Regions from separate parts of the Acanthopagrus latus genome. Here region 2 is linked to region 1. The links are chromatin contacts, called in public Hi-C maps. All regions are on one chromosome and are shown on one strand. The core of a region is the stretch at or near the end of the contact, and the rest is flanking DNA. Distances in the headings are between cores, read along the strand shown.

The links. A called contact is a pair of places that touch in the nucleus more often than the background predicts.
Region 2: a Hi-C map of muscle shows a contact between it and region 1, with 2.6 times the contacts expected there. The contact joins the promoter of LOC119029647 here to the promoter of LOC119030491 in region 1. A contact is called at or near these places in 3 of 4 Hi-C or Micro-C datasets (all in muscle).

What each region holds. Positions count from the first base shown.
Region 1 is chr12:10,529,882-10,536,086 of fAcaLat1.1, forward strand. LOC119030491 (syntaxin-2-like) reads right to left here and starts at 2,472. Exons shown (of 9, transcript XM_037118126.1): 1 at 2,395-2,472; 2 at 1,979-2,053; 3 at 1,759-1,858; 4 at 618-692; 5 at 191-264. The coding sequence starts at 2,029. It overlaps LOC119030492 (a long non-coding RNA gene), which reads left to right and starts at 2,423. Exons shown (of 3, transcript XR_005078295.1): 1 at 2,423-2,564.
Region 2 is chr12:10,791,844-10,798,048 of fAcaLat1.1, forward strand. It overlaps LOC119029647 (T-box-containing protein TBX6L-like), which reads left to right and starts at 3,089. Exons shown (of 10, transcript XM_037116650.1): 1 at 3,089-4,667; 2 at 5,146-5,321; 3 at 5,658-5,805; 4 at 5,933-6,035. The coding sequence starts at 5,306.

The sequences.
Region 1 (6,205 bases), core at 1,222-3,721:
ATTCAAAACATCAATCTCCGACGCAGACTGCTGTCAGCGGTGATCTCGTCAAGTGCGTCAAGATTGAGGCCCCTTTGAAAGAACTAATTCGGCTCTATAGATTTTTGTTCCCCCGGAGGATGTAATAAAACTCAGAGCTGGCAATCTTTATGCACTCGGCTTATTACAGGAACTTCAAATGCTGCCATACCTGGTTCTTCTGAATACGCTGGATTACTGAAGCACTTTGACTGTTCTCGTCCACGTTAAAGTCCTTTTGCATTGCTGGAAGAACACAAAAGATGATTGCAGTCATAAAAACAAAAACATTTTTTTTTATCTTTCTACAAACTGGGTGTTGTTAATCTGACAGTATGCTCAGTGGAGCTCAGCAGCCTTTTATTCCCTTTGTATTTGCAAGTCAAATCCTGTGTCATGAACTATGCCGTCCCAGAAATAGGGGAAGTGCCATGTGCTGCACAGTTCTTCTTCCTCCTCATCGTCTCAAACAATGATGGACCACAGCCAAAAGACGTTGCAAATTTAAAGACTGAATGAAAAACTGTTGCATCTGCAGTGTGAGTCAAATCTATATCTACTGTACAAAAAGGACAAAGATTAAAAAATTCCCCACTCACATTTTAACTTTGCTCGGACCAAGTTGGCGTTCCTCTTGGTCTCATTGTTCAGCTGCTCCAGCTCTTTTTTGTTTCCTGAGAACAATATAACAAGCTGACTTAATAGCAGAAGTAATTTCACCCAGGTGCATAATGCTTAGGTTTTATGTTGTGATTCTGTCTGATTTATGGATTTAATCAGAGCTTGCAAAGGGCACATGTTTTTTACTCAAGTAAAAGTAGAAAAGTACAGGCTCTGAACTGTACTCAAAGTATTAAAGCAAATAGTACCTCTCCGAAGGAACCTCTTGCATAAATATATATTTCAACCAACTAACATAAAAGGTATAATGAGTAGGATTTGTCCCAGCTGTCCATAAATGCTCCAGAAAGACAGCTGATTGTCCAGCCTCATTCCCAGGATGATAAATACAGACATTTTTGGTTAGTAACGCTTTGCGAGCACAGAAAACTGAGAAAATGAGATGATGCTGTGATTGTTGTGATGCTGGGAAGACGGCGCGCAATGATACAAAATAAAAATATTTGATCACTTCCCTCAAATGCATTGAAAGTAAAGATAACCCTAACCTCTGGATTTATAACAGGCTTATTAGGTGGTTGACAGCGGCGTCAATATCCTCTGCTTTATTTTACCTCAAGATGACCCCGACCAGCCAGTTCAGGTTGAATTTAGCCAACCAAAACAGACCAGTAGCTCTCCATATCAACAAAGCAACCATGTTGTGATTGTGGCTGTAACATTGGCATCATCATCATCATCATCATCATCACTATCCCGGTATGTGAGGCAGACCCTTCAGCCCCAAAATCGCCTTTGTGTGGTGTGGTTATACCTGTCCTGAAGTGGTTTATCCTTTTCAAGGCCAATACACTCTACAAACAGACAAAGGTGTGTTTGTCGAAGGCAGTTTGGACCTACTGTTTGTCTTCCCAACAGTGTGTGCGTGTGTGTGTGTGTGTGTGTGTGTGTGTGTGTGTGAGTGCCCTAAAGGAGGGGATAGTCCCCTCAGAGCAATCAGCACAACAGTGGGAGGCATCGAGTTTCTCCTTTTCTGCCATCTTAAGAAACATATTCAGCTCATGTTTACAGCTCCAATCCAGACACACTGTTCACGGTGCTGCAGTTCTCTGCACTCACTCTTGTCCTGGGTGGGAGCAGAGAGGATGGCGCCATGTCTCCTCTCCAACTCCTCTGCCTGACGAGATGTCTTCTCAATGAGGCTTCTCAACTCCCCCACCTACAACACACACACACACACACACACACACACACACACACACACACACACACACTATCAGCCCACTGGATATGTGAAAAGATAAACAAACAGAGGCTGTGTGTATGTGTGTGAGGTTACCGTGCTCAAGAACTCCTCCATGTTGACTGTGCTCTCTGGTGTCTCTGTCATATCACCTCGCTTCTGCTGCTGCTTCTGTTAAACAAAAAAAGAGGGAACTCATTAAAATGGCCACCTGTAGCTCGTCATAAACAGCCGTCTGAACTCTGTCAGCACCTGCCACACTAATATACACTATTCAGATACACTCTCAACAGCCCGCTTTGATACGCTGCCGCCATACAAAGAAACACTAGCTGGATGTACACTGGCCGTGTTAACTGCTCAGTCTCTGAACTGCGACTAACTGCTGCTGAGACACTGACCGCCGCCATGCTCCCGCCTCACCATCACGACAAAGACAGGCGGGACATCATATCACCTCGGTCCCTCGGTCACTTTCGGTATTAACGGTGAGGCTCGACCTTGTCGCCTACCTGCGCTGTGTCCTCCTCCTCCTCCTCCCCGTGCTGCTGTGGGCTGGGCCGAGCGCACCTGTATCATAAAGGGCGCGGCCACGATGCGCGTTCCCGACACAGCACGCTGAGCAAAACAAGCCTCCCTCACCTGAGAGCTCCGCGCGCGACAGGGCCAAGGTACAGAGCAGGTAGGAGGAGGAGAAATGTGTCAATGTTTAATGTGTTAATAACTGCAGCAGGCCTACATGCGGTGGAATAAGTATTCACGTATTTGATTAGGCCTAATACCAGACAGTGGCCCACTCCACTACAGGTAATGGGAATCAAAGTGTAAGTTGGCCTATATTAAGCCTATAAATAATCAGTCACCAAGTATTATTTGGGTGGAATCAACCTTTAAAGTATGAATAATGAATCAGAAAGTATCGTTTTGGTGGATTAAACATTCAAAACTTTAACAAAAAGTATTAAAGGAGGGTTCTGAAACTGTGGTCCTCAATGTGCAGCCAGCACGGGAACGTGGAGCAATTGACCTCTGTTTAATGTGGTATCAAATACTGTACATGAAGCAGTGGAAGAAGTATACTCAGGTAGTAAGTATAGTTAATCAAAATATCATTTGGTTGTAATCAACCTTTAAAACTATAAATAATGAATCAGAAAGTATTATTTTGGTTGAATAAAGCTCAAAACTATAACACAAAGTCTTAAACTAGTGTCCTGAAAGTGCAGCCTATTATCAGGAAGTTAACATTTAAAGTAGCAGTTATAAGTAGCCTAATTCACTGGTGTCATTTACACTGGGAAGGTTGGGGAAATGTCCTCACTGCTTTTTAAAATGACCATTTTAGTCATCATTACTTGCCAAAGCCACGCCCCTTCCGGTGGACCGTATGGGACCTAATTTCGGTTACATACAGTTGTGAGAGACAAATACTTTTTTCGTCTCATTTGAATCGTGCAATGAACTACACATACGATGTTTGTCGATGTAAACTAAACTCCCTAGTCAAGAAAGTCGCAGTTTGTCACGATCACAGTAGAATACCATGTAGTTTTGTGTTAACCTGCTCAGTGTACCACATCGTCTTGCTCTACACGTGTTGCCAGCGGCAACTTGGCCGCCATTTTTAGATCCATCATTAATTTAATTAATTCCACCTGTGCCTTTCCTGCTTTGACATTTTAGAATGCCTGCAGTGAAATAAAAGTCTATTCTGGCAAATTGGATACTTCACTACTTTTTTCTGGGTCATGCTGTTATGTGTGCTGGCTCACTAATGTCATGGCTAGTATAGTTAAAAAGAATGCAGCCTGTATTAGTGTTGTTTGTTAGGTTTTCTTTAACATATCAAGTCGAAATGTGGGAAAAATCAGTTTCGGTTTTTCTGCTGTTCAGTGGGCATTGTGACCAAAAATTGAATAGATTATGATGATGATGATGATGATGACAGATGATGGGTATTTTGAAGTGGGCCAAGAGAAAAGTGTCTCAGTGTCTTAACAATAGTCATTACATTCATTACTTGCCAAACCAAGCTGCCAGCCATTTGGTACTGTTTATATAATCCAAGTCAGTGGTCATTAGTACTTATACATCTGCAACTTGTGACAATGGCATCTCTTGTTTGCACGAAGCACGTGGGGAGACCGACATGCTTTAAATACACAGTGATGCTCTCATTGTTCTCGTATATCCTGTTTTTTGTTTTTGCACTGATGGCGAAAAGACGCTCGGATGTAATTTGTTGCCGTCTTAGACAGATCCCGGCTGCAGTCAAGAAATGACTCGCTCGGGGAGTTTGTCATTTTTCCACACCCAAAGCCTTACATTGTACTAAAAGCTCACCTGCATTAAAAAAAAATCCTTATGAACTGTGAAAAAGGAAAGCGAGCACCTTTGTTCTCTACATGCTGACTTACTGAAACTAAGGTGCATTCGCTGACAGACCCTTAATCACGGCAGGGGGAACACAGCTGAGGCCAAGGAAATTCATTTGATTCAGGTGTGCAGAGCAGCAAGCTATGACGATGATCTTAGTAGTTTAAGCTCAGCCTTTTAATTATTGGCTACCTAGATCAGAGATTTTAAGATGAATTATTATTTTACAGAACGAATGAGCCAAAAACAGCATATTTGAAGGTGAAGATCTACAGCTCTACAATCTGCTTGCCGCCTTCTCTGTTGCAGTGTGCACTGCCTGAGTCTACCGCTGTCTTCTCACTTCAGATTTGAGTAAGTCTGCTTGAAGACATGGAGGGATCACTGCGTCTGCATCATTTATCAGAGGGAGATTCTGCCGAGAAATGAATCTCAGATCCTTCAGGTACCAACAGCCTGGCCTTTTCACATGAGTGACGCACACAGCGAAACGCTTGTGTGTCCGATCGCAGGCGCTGGTTTTCATTAATAATGCAGTGAGAGCTTCACGGTGCATTGTACAATACTACCATCCATCATTTCACCAGGGGGCTTTTTGAAAGCTTTTTCAAAAATGCCTTTTTACAGTGTTCTGAATGTGATACTGTTTTTGTGAAGTTTAGCTTTTCAAAATAAAAGTCACAATCTAGTTTTAACTCAAAGAATGCTGCAAGTTGTGTAGCTCATATCCCAGATACACACACACCTAAAGGCAGATGGATCACAGTCATCAAGGTGTGGCAGGATGTTTGCTCACTAGCCGATATTAAGTAACATTGCCGTCAAACACCTGTTCAGTGTCTCTTTCTCTATCTCTTTGTCTAATAAAATATACTGTAAGGTTGGTCCAAAGTTGAACCAAATGTCAACAAGACGAAGAGGAGTAATATCATTAAAACCATTTGACTGGATTATGTTTATCGGCCCGTTTTTTTAAAAGCTAAATGAAAACATTATCAATACAACCCGGCAGCAAAACAAACGTATGGAAGTCACATGATATGAATCCCAAAATTCAGTATCAGCTCCTATCAGGCTGCAGTAATGCGTCTGGGACTAATAGAAATTTGGAAAATATGGAAATTCTGACATTTGATTTTTACAAACCATCCAACCTGTGAGAAGAGTTATATCTCTCTGAGGGGAGGTCAGAGCAGAAACAGACTTTTGTCTTTGGGGCCGATCGCTTGACTCGATGCAAGTCATTTCACAGGGGCTTGAGCACAGGAGTTCAACATGAAGCTCACCCTTGCATTCACTGCACCTCAGTGATGTCCTTCAGAATACATTATTTATCATGTGCACACATTATTTATTAAGGAGAGAGACATATGTCTCTTCAGGGGCAGTGTGTCCTTTGCATTTATGAAATGTATTCATATGAATTTAATTTCTGTTTCACTTTTGTTATTGGATGCATTTCTTTGTTCCCACCACTAGAGGTAGTTGCAACATTAGAATCTGAAGACCAAAAGTGCTTCATCTCTCTTCTCTTCAGACTTCAGAAGTGTGATGATCAGCACTTCTGCGTGATTCAGTTCAGCTTGAGTCGGGATCTCTGAGAGATCCACATTTAATAATGAGCATAAATCTTACAGTATATTTCCAACGTCAGCAAATCAGGAGGTTGTTTACTCGGTGAGTCAGTAAAGGAGACTATTTTCTTTTTGCGCCAGTGATGCTGCACAGAACAACACCACTCCTGCTGCAATATTCTTTCAGCCCTTATGAAAAAAAAACAAAAAAAATGAAGGAACACACTACATAAACAAAAGGAGTCTCATCATGAGGTTGTAAATGGGTGGCCAATGCACACATCCTCATACAGGCCGGTAATACCAAAAGTGCCTTGCACAGGTAATTTGGTTGTTTTTGGCTGCTATTCTGTCCAAACTGTAATGAGCTGCT
Region 2 (6,205 bases), core at 1,839-4,338, 260 kb after region 1:
AGTGAGGCGCAAGTATCAGCAGGGGTCTCACCTCTGATCTCCCTCCTAAAATATTCATGTGGGGCTCCTGTTCAGAGGCTTCCACTCCTGCCTCCTCCGGGGTGCTCCTCAGACCCTCCGTCAGTCAGCGTTAGATCCACAGCAGCTCGAGTTTCCGACCAGTCGAAAAGTTTTATCACTGATAAATATATTCTGCTTCAAAACTTCTGGAATAAACTTGTTTAAACTCTGTGTGCTCACTTTGAAGCCTCCCCCCCCCCCTTCATTATTGCCTCTTCCCCAGATGGAGAAACATCCCTTCAGTTTCCTCCTACCTTTTTATCTTCTCCTTCCTCTTCCTGTCTCCAGTGGTTTGTCTCTCTCTCCTTTTGTGCGCTCTCTCTTTCTCAAGGGCTTCTTCCTCCTCATGCCTCATCACTCTCCCCTTCCGCCTTCACTTTCGCACGTCCTTCTCTCTGTCTTGCCCATTTTTTCCCTTTCTTCCCCCTCTAATTTCTCAGTTTAAGCGTTTCATTAATTTTCTCTCTTCCCATCAATTCCTTTTTCAATTTCCTTTAATTTGTCACGCTTTTCCACGCCGAGAGTCGAGCAGTCATTATTCCCGTTGCGTGAAAATCTTTCCCCTCCCCTTTGACGTGGGAGATGTCCTTGATCAGACCTCTTTACAGCCCTTACGGTGTATTTACGTCCCTTGCTTTGTAGATGATCAGAGCTGGAATGAATGTAATTCTTCACACCCTTACATAGATCACCTCTCTGTGCTAAACTAGAAGGAGCGCAGGTAAGGAATTGGATAAGTGTAAATATGACTTTGTTTCTTTTTGTGATAATTGAGTACCTCTTTGCCCATGGCGCAACCTTCGTCCTAATGTTGTTTGCACTCCAGTAAAATAGCATTATGTGTTCTTAAAGCGCCTTCAGTGGAGTGCTTTGTGTTATTACATTAGGGGCAGAAAAGCTCATTTTCCAGAATGCATGTGTCAGCGTGCTCAGCAGACCGGGACTCCTTAGAAAGTGCTGCTGTAATCCATCCTGTCATTTCATACAGTGGGGTCCAAAAGTCTGAGACCAAGCAGTTAAAATACTTCTGTTTTGCAATTGTTCTGAATTATGTACTATTCTTCTCATTACAAATGATCATATCAACTTCAGAATTTGAGGGAAAAGTTGAATGTTTGAAAAATGTCAACGAATTTCTGTGTTCTTTCTATTTTGGCTTCACATTGTGCCCTCCGGCTGGCATGGACCCCACAAGTTTGTGTAAAACCCGATGAGTCTTGTTACCCCAGCATGATTTGACAGTGTTTCTCAGAGCTTCTTGTGATGTCACAGAATGCTCAGCTCCCTCAGTCTAAAAGTATCCCATAAATGTTCAGTGGGGTTGAAATCAGGACCGCTTGGACCCCTCATCATCCTGCTGCAGTATGAGTCCTGTTCTACAAACATCAAGATGGTGCAGTGTGCTGCTTAAGCTCTCACGCCACCATAGCTCAAAACACTAACCTGTTTGCATATGCAAATGTGATCGTCTGGCTTAGAAACACAAACATTTGTCTGAAGTTTGTTTAAAGGCCTGTAAAAACTTGCAGATTGCACCTATAAGAAGAGGTCCTGTAGGTGGCAGCATTGGCAAATAAGAGCTGAAGTGAAACTTTATTGTGGTTTCTGAGCATTTCTCAGGCCTAATGCTCAGAATGATAATTTTAGCTCAATAACTATATTTGTTAATTGGCTCTGAACATGTGTTATTTTGATTTTACTCATAAACCAAATGTAATATGTTTTAACTATAATGATAATGATTCATGATTCGTTTTCTTTCCGCCCTGCTCTGTGGCCTTCAGGTCTGAGGTCCTCTGGCTTTGTCACCCACATTCAGCTGGCAGCAGAGCTCAGCCTCCTCTGCTGCTCCTCCTTCAGAGCACTTACAGTATATCTGGGCCATTTGTTCAGTTCCTTCTCCACCTTCATCTTCTCCTCTCTTTCCTTTCCTGAACTTCTCCCATGCAGCTCTTTGTCTATGTCACTGGCACACCTTTACACTTGAGGTGATAAGCTTACTCTTGGTATAATGGTTCGATCATTTATTTTGTGGAATATACACCCGGGTATTGTCTTTTATTTTGAAGCGCTCTGTGGCATCAGCTCAATAACAAAAGGGATGTTAAGAAACTGACTACATGTTGGGTAATGTGGTTGCAAAAATTCTCACTTGGACTCCATATAAACACAGGTCAACAGTGTGAACTTGCATTGTCCTTTCAGGTCACTTTGTTTATTTAGTTTGTAGAGGCATCATTTAAAAAAAAATATATATCAGTCACTGAAGATCTGTCTCTTCTGATTAAAATGTCTTCAGCCAAAACTGCATAGTGCACCTTTTAATGCATCAATGCTGCTCCACTGTTCTCTCTGCTCTTATCAGTTGTATATCTCTGGTTGGCGCTGCGGTTCTGGTTTGTAAGATGCTGGAGGTGTTTTGTTTTTTTTTAAACTGTTGTGAATTCCCCCTCCCCACACAAACACACACACCTCTCTTTCCCTGGAAGTGCCATCCCTCGCTAGGGGAGTACCTTGTGGCATTCGGCTACCGAAGGCGGGCAAAGGACTATTCGTGCCACCCACTGCATCCATGCGGTGAAGAGATCTCAGAGGCACGTCTCTGTGCTAACGCCACCGGGGTCGCCGCGCTGCATCTCCCAGCTGCAGCTCTCAGGCTCACTCGTCGAAACTGTCGAAACCACAGCGTTTCCTGTGCCATGAGATATTTTTACTGCAGCAGAACTGATGCATTACAGAAACAAGTTCACAGCTCACTCTACTGCTGGATTCACCGCCAAGCCGAGAAGCGACTTTAAAAAGTCACATGAAAAACACTTTGGCATTTTTACCACACTGCCAGTTTTCACCGGTAGCGTACGTGGATGTTCGCAGTGCTTCTGTTCTCTACATGAACTTGACTTCGTAGCGTATAGCTGCAGAAGTGACACACGCCGCAGGCAGGAACAGACTGAATTCCATCGCCGAGCCTGAAGTTGATTTAAGCAGAGGAGAAATGTTTCAACATGCCTTCAGCCGCAGCTGAAAGGCCTCATGAAGGCAGCGGGCCGCCCTCTCTGAGACTGCTGTCGAGTCAGGAGAAAATCGAAATTTTGTCTCCTACACGTAGAGCTATATGTCAGCCTGGATTGTATCGTTCGAGTTGCTGAGTTTTGGAGATATCAGCTGTAGAGAGGCCCGACTTCACTCCAGTATAATGGAACTCGATGGCCCGCCACTTGTGGTGCTCAAAGCCCCTGAAAATACATTTGAAAAACTCAACAGCAATGTCTTTTTCTGCAGATCATGCCTTAGTAACTCAAGATAATCCACAGACCTTGTTGTGAGCAGCTTCATTTCTTAATGGCTATCATAGATAGCTAACCTGTCATCCATGGTCAGTGGATTATCTTTAGAAACGGGGTCATTATATCTGTAACAAACACATTGCTGTTGAGCATTTCATAGAAAAAACAAAGGGCAAAAGTGAGAAAATGCTGGTCTGGATCACTTCCCAAATCTGACCAGCTCCACTTCCTAAAGTGTGATGAATCATTAGGGTCAAACACGTGTCCGTGTCGGAAGCTCATTAAACACATGTCCATAGATGCATGAACGCAATTAAGAGGAAAGTTGTGTGTCCAAACAGATACTTTGAGCGTTCTGCTCATCCTTTGGCCAAAATGACCTTCTGAGTCTGTGCACATGACACAAATAGATCTGGGGCATCTGGTGTGGGGCCTGTCAGACATGAACATGACACACACAAGTGATTTTGTCCCACCACTGAATATCTTTTGGAGAATGGAGACTAATTTAGATCAGTCATAGATGAACTCTTCATTTCTTATAACCAAACGATCATAACCCTTCTGCAGACGCCTCCATTTGTCCGAAGACTGAGAGTTTCATCCTGTTTTGGTTTCTATTTTACAGAAGTGGCTTAGAGGTTGCAAAACTCCACCCTGACAGTATCATGTACAGTAGACCCTGCTGTCCTAACTCACCACTGAAGCTGTATGATTAAAGTGATTAAAAATTCAGACCTCTATGATTACAACAATTGGAAGTACATTACATACAAGACATTTTACACCCTTTTCTCCCAAATTCACTCCATTTTTTTGAGGGGGGGCGGGGTGTTTGGAAACTTTGAGACCTCTGCTGGAATTTTAAATGACGTTAAATGGCAGTCATTGAGGATTAACTTTCACGGGGCTTTAAACTTTGAACATTGTCCTCTACAGTCCAAACTGCCGCTCTTCCCTTCCTCCCAGCAGCCTTTCATGTGAACGGGCTGCTAACTGCTGGCTCCATCAGAGGGCCCGTTCTCCTCCCAGAGCACTGGAGGCAGCATGGAGAGGCGGGAGGGGGGGTTGGTGGGGGCCAGGACCAAATGGCCCTCGTAGGATTAGCGGCATTGTCCGCCATTGTCAAGGCTACTCCCCGACTCCTATCACCTCTGTAATCTCCAGACTTGTTTTCAATACGCAACCAAATGCTGGCAGGAAGGGGACCTGATGTGTCTGTACTTCCATCCCCCCAGGGCGCTTTGATATTCTGCTCACTGTCCTCCAAAGTAGAGTCTCCATCGCAAGCCCAGTGCAATACTGTATGACTTCTCAGAGGTGAGCACTAGATCCATCATGGTCAAGTCTCACAGGGAGATTATCATGTCTTTGGGAAAATCATAGACGCCATTGTTGTGATTTATTCTAAGCATATTTTCCAAAGGTTACAACAACCTGATAAAAGAGGAAGTGTACACACAGATGTTTTAGATATGTTCATGTTCCCATATGATGGATCTTCACTCATGTCTCCTGGAATGAAATGACTTTCGTTGCCACTTTTGTCTCTAGTAAGAATAAAAGGCTTTGTAGTTCAGCACATATAAAAAGTTGACTTTCAGCCCAGTATACCAGAACAGAAATGACTGGTGTACATATCATCGCACCAAGGGACACTGACATCTGCACACTGAGCTTATGAATTTTACATGTAGACCTTCTTAATGTCAGGTAATTTTCTCACCTGAACCCCCCACCCCAACCCTCACCACCTACACACTCTCTGTTCCAACTATACCCCCTCTCTGCTGCTTAGACCCCGCCCCTCTCTGAGATGACCAATCAAGTTCAAGGCTCGAACTTATCAAGGATAGAGACCCTGGCCTGATTGTGTTTTGACCTCAGTGTTAGAACACCTGAAAGCAGCACTTTGTCTCCAGACTTTGTTGGCGGTGACGAAAGGAGGACGCAGAAACATGCAGCACATCTCGGGTGAGTTTTATCCTACTAGATCATCTAAACCATGCTGTATGATGACAAATCATCACAAGGGGCATGGGAGAATTAATTTTGTTTACTATCTATCAGGAAAAAAAACAAATTTCCTCCACTGCACGAGAAACTGTACTTAAATGGTCAGTTATATTTTAATAATTTGAAGAAAACTACTGAGAATACATTTAGGATGTACTAAACTAAACTTTTATCTCAGTATAAACATTTGAAGCTGAACTTTTCAGCAGAGCGGAGATTCGGATGAAGTTCTATGTTTTCCCTGTTTCATCGGATTTGTTTTTCTGAACTTTTACATGTCTGTTCCCTCCACAGACTTCAAATCAAATCTAAGCATGCCCCGACCCCCTCCGGCAGCTGACTCCTACCAGCAGGGCTCCATCAAGATGACCCTGGAAAACTCTGATCTCTGGAAGTCCTTCCACACCATCGGAACGGAGATGATTATCACAAAGCACGGAAGGTAACCGCGCCGGCACTGTGAACAAAACCTGGAAGAAATCACCTATGTGGAACCGCTTTTGATTCCATAATTTGTTTTTTTTTTAAAAATTAAAATCAATTTTCTGACTTTGGTGTATTTGTTTCAGGAGAATGTTTCCACACTGCAGCATCAGTCTGTCCGGGCTCCAACCGTATGCCAACTACGTCGTCATGGTGGATATGGTTCCTGTAGACAGCTTCAAATACAAGGTGAATTTACTGTTTTTTTTTTTTTTCAGACACAGCCGCTCTTTTTCTTCCATTCCATTCTTCTTCACATTTTGTTTTGCTTGCTGGGGACTCACAAACCAACAGATTGTGGTATGTAAAACGCAGCAGTCTGCAGCCAGACTCTGGCCTGCCCACTCTGGGCCATCCGC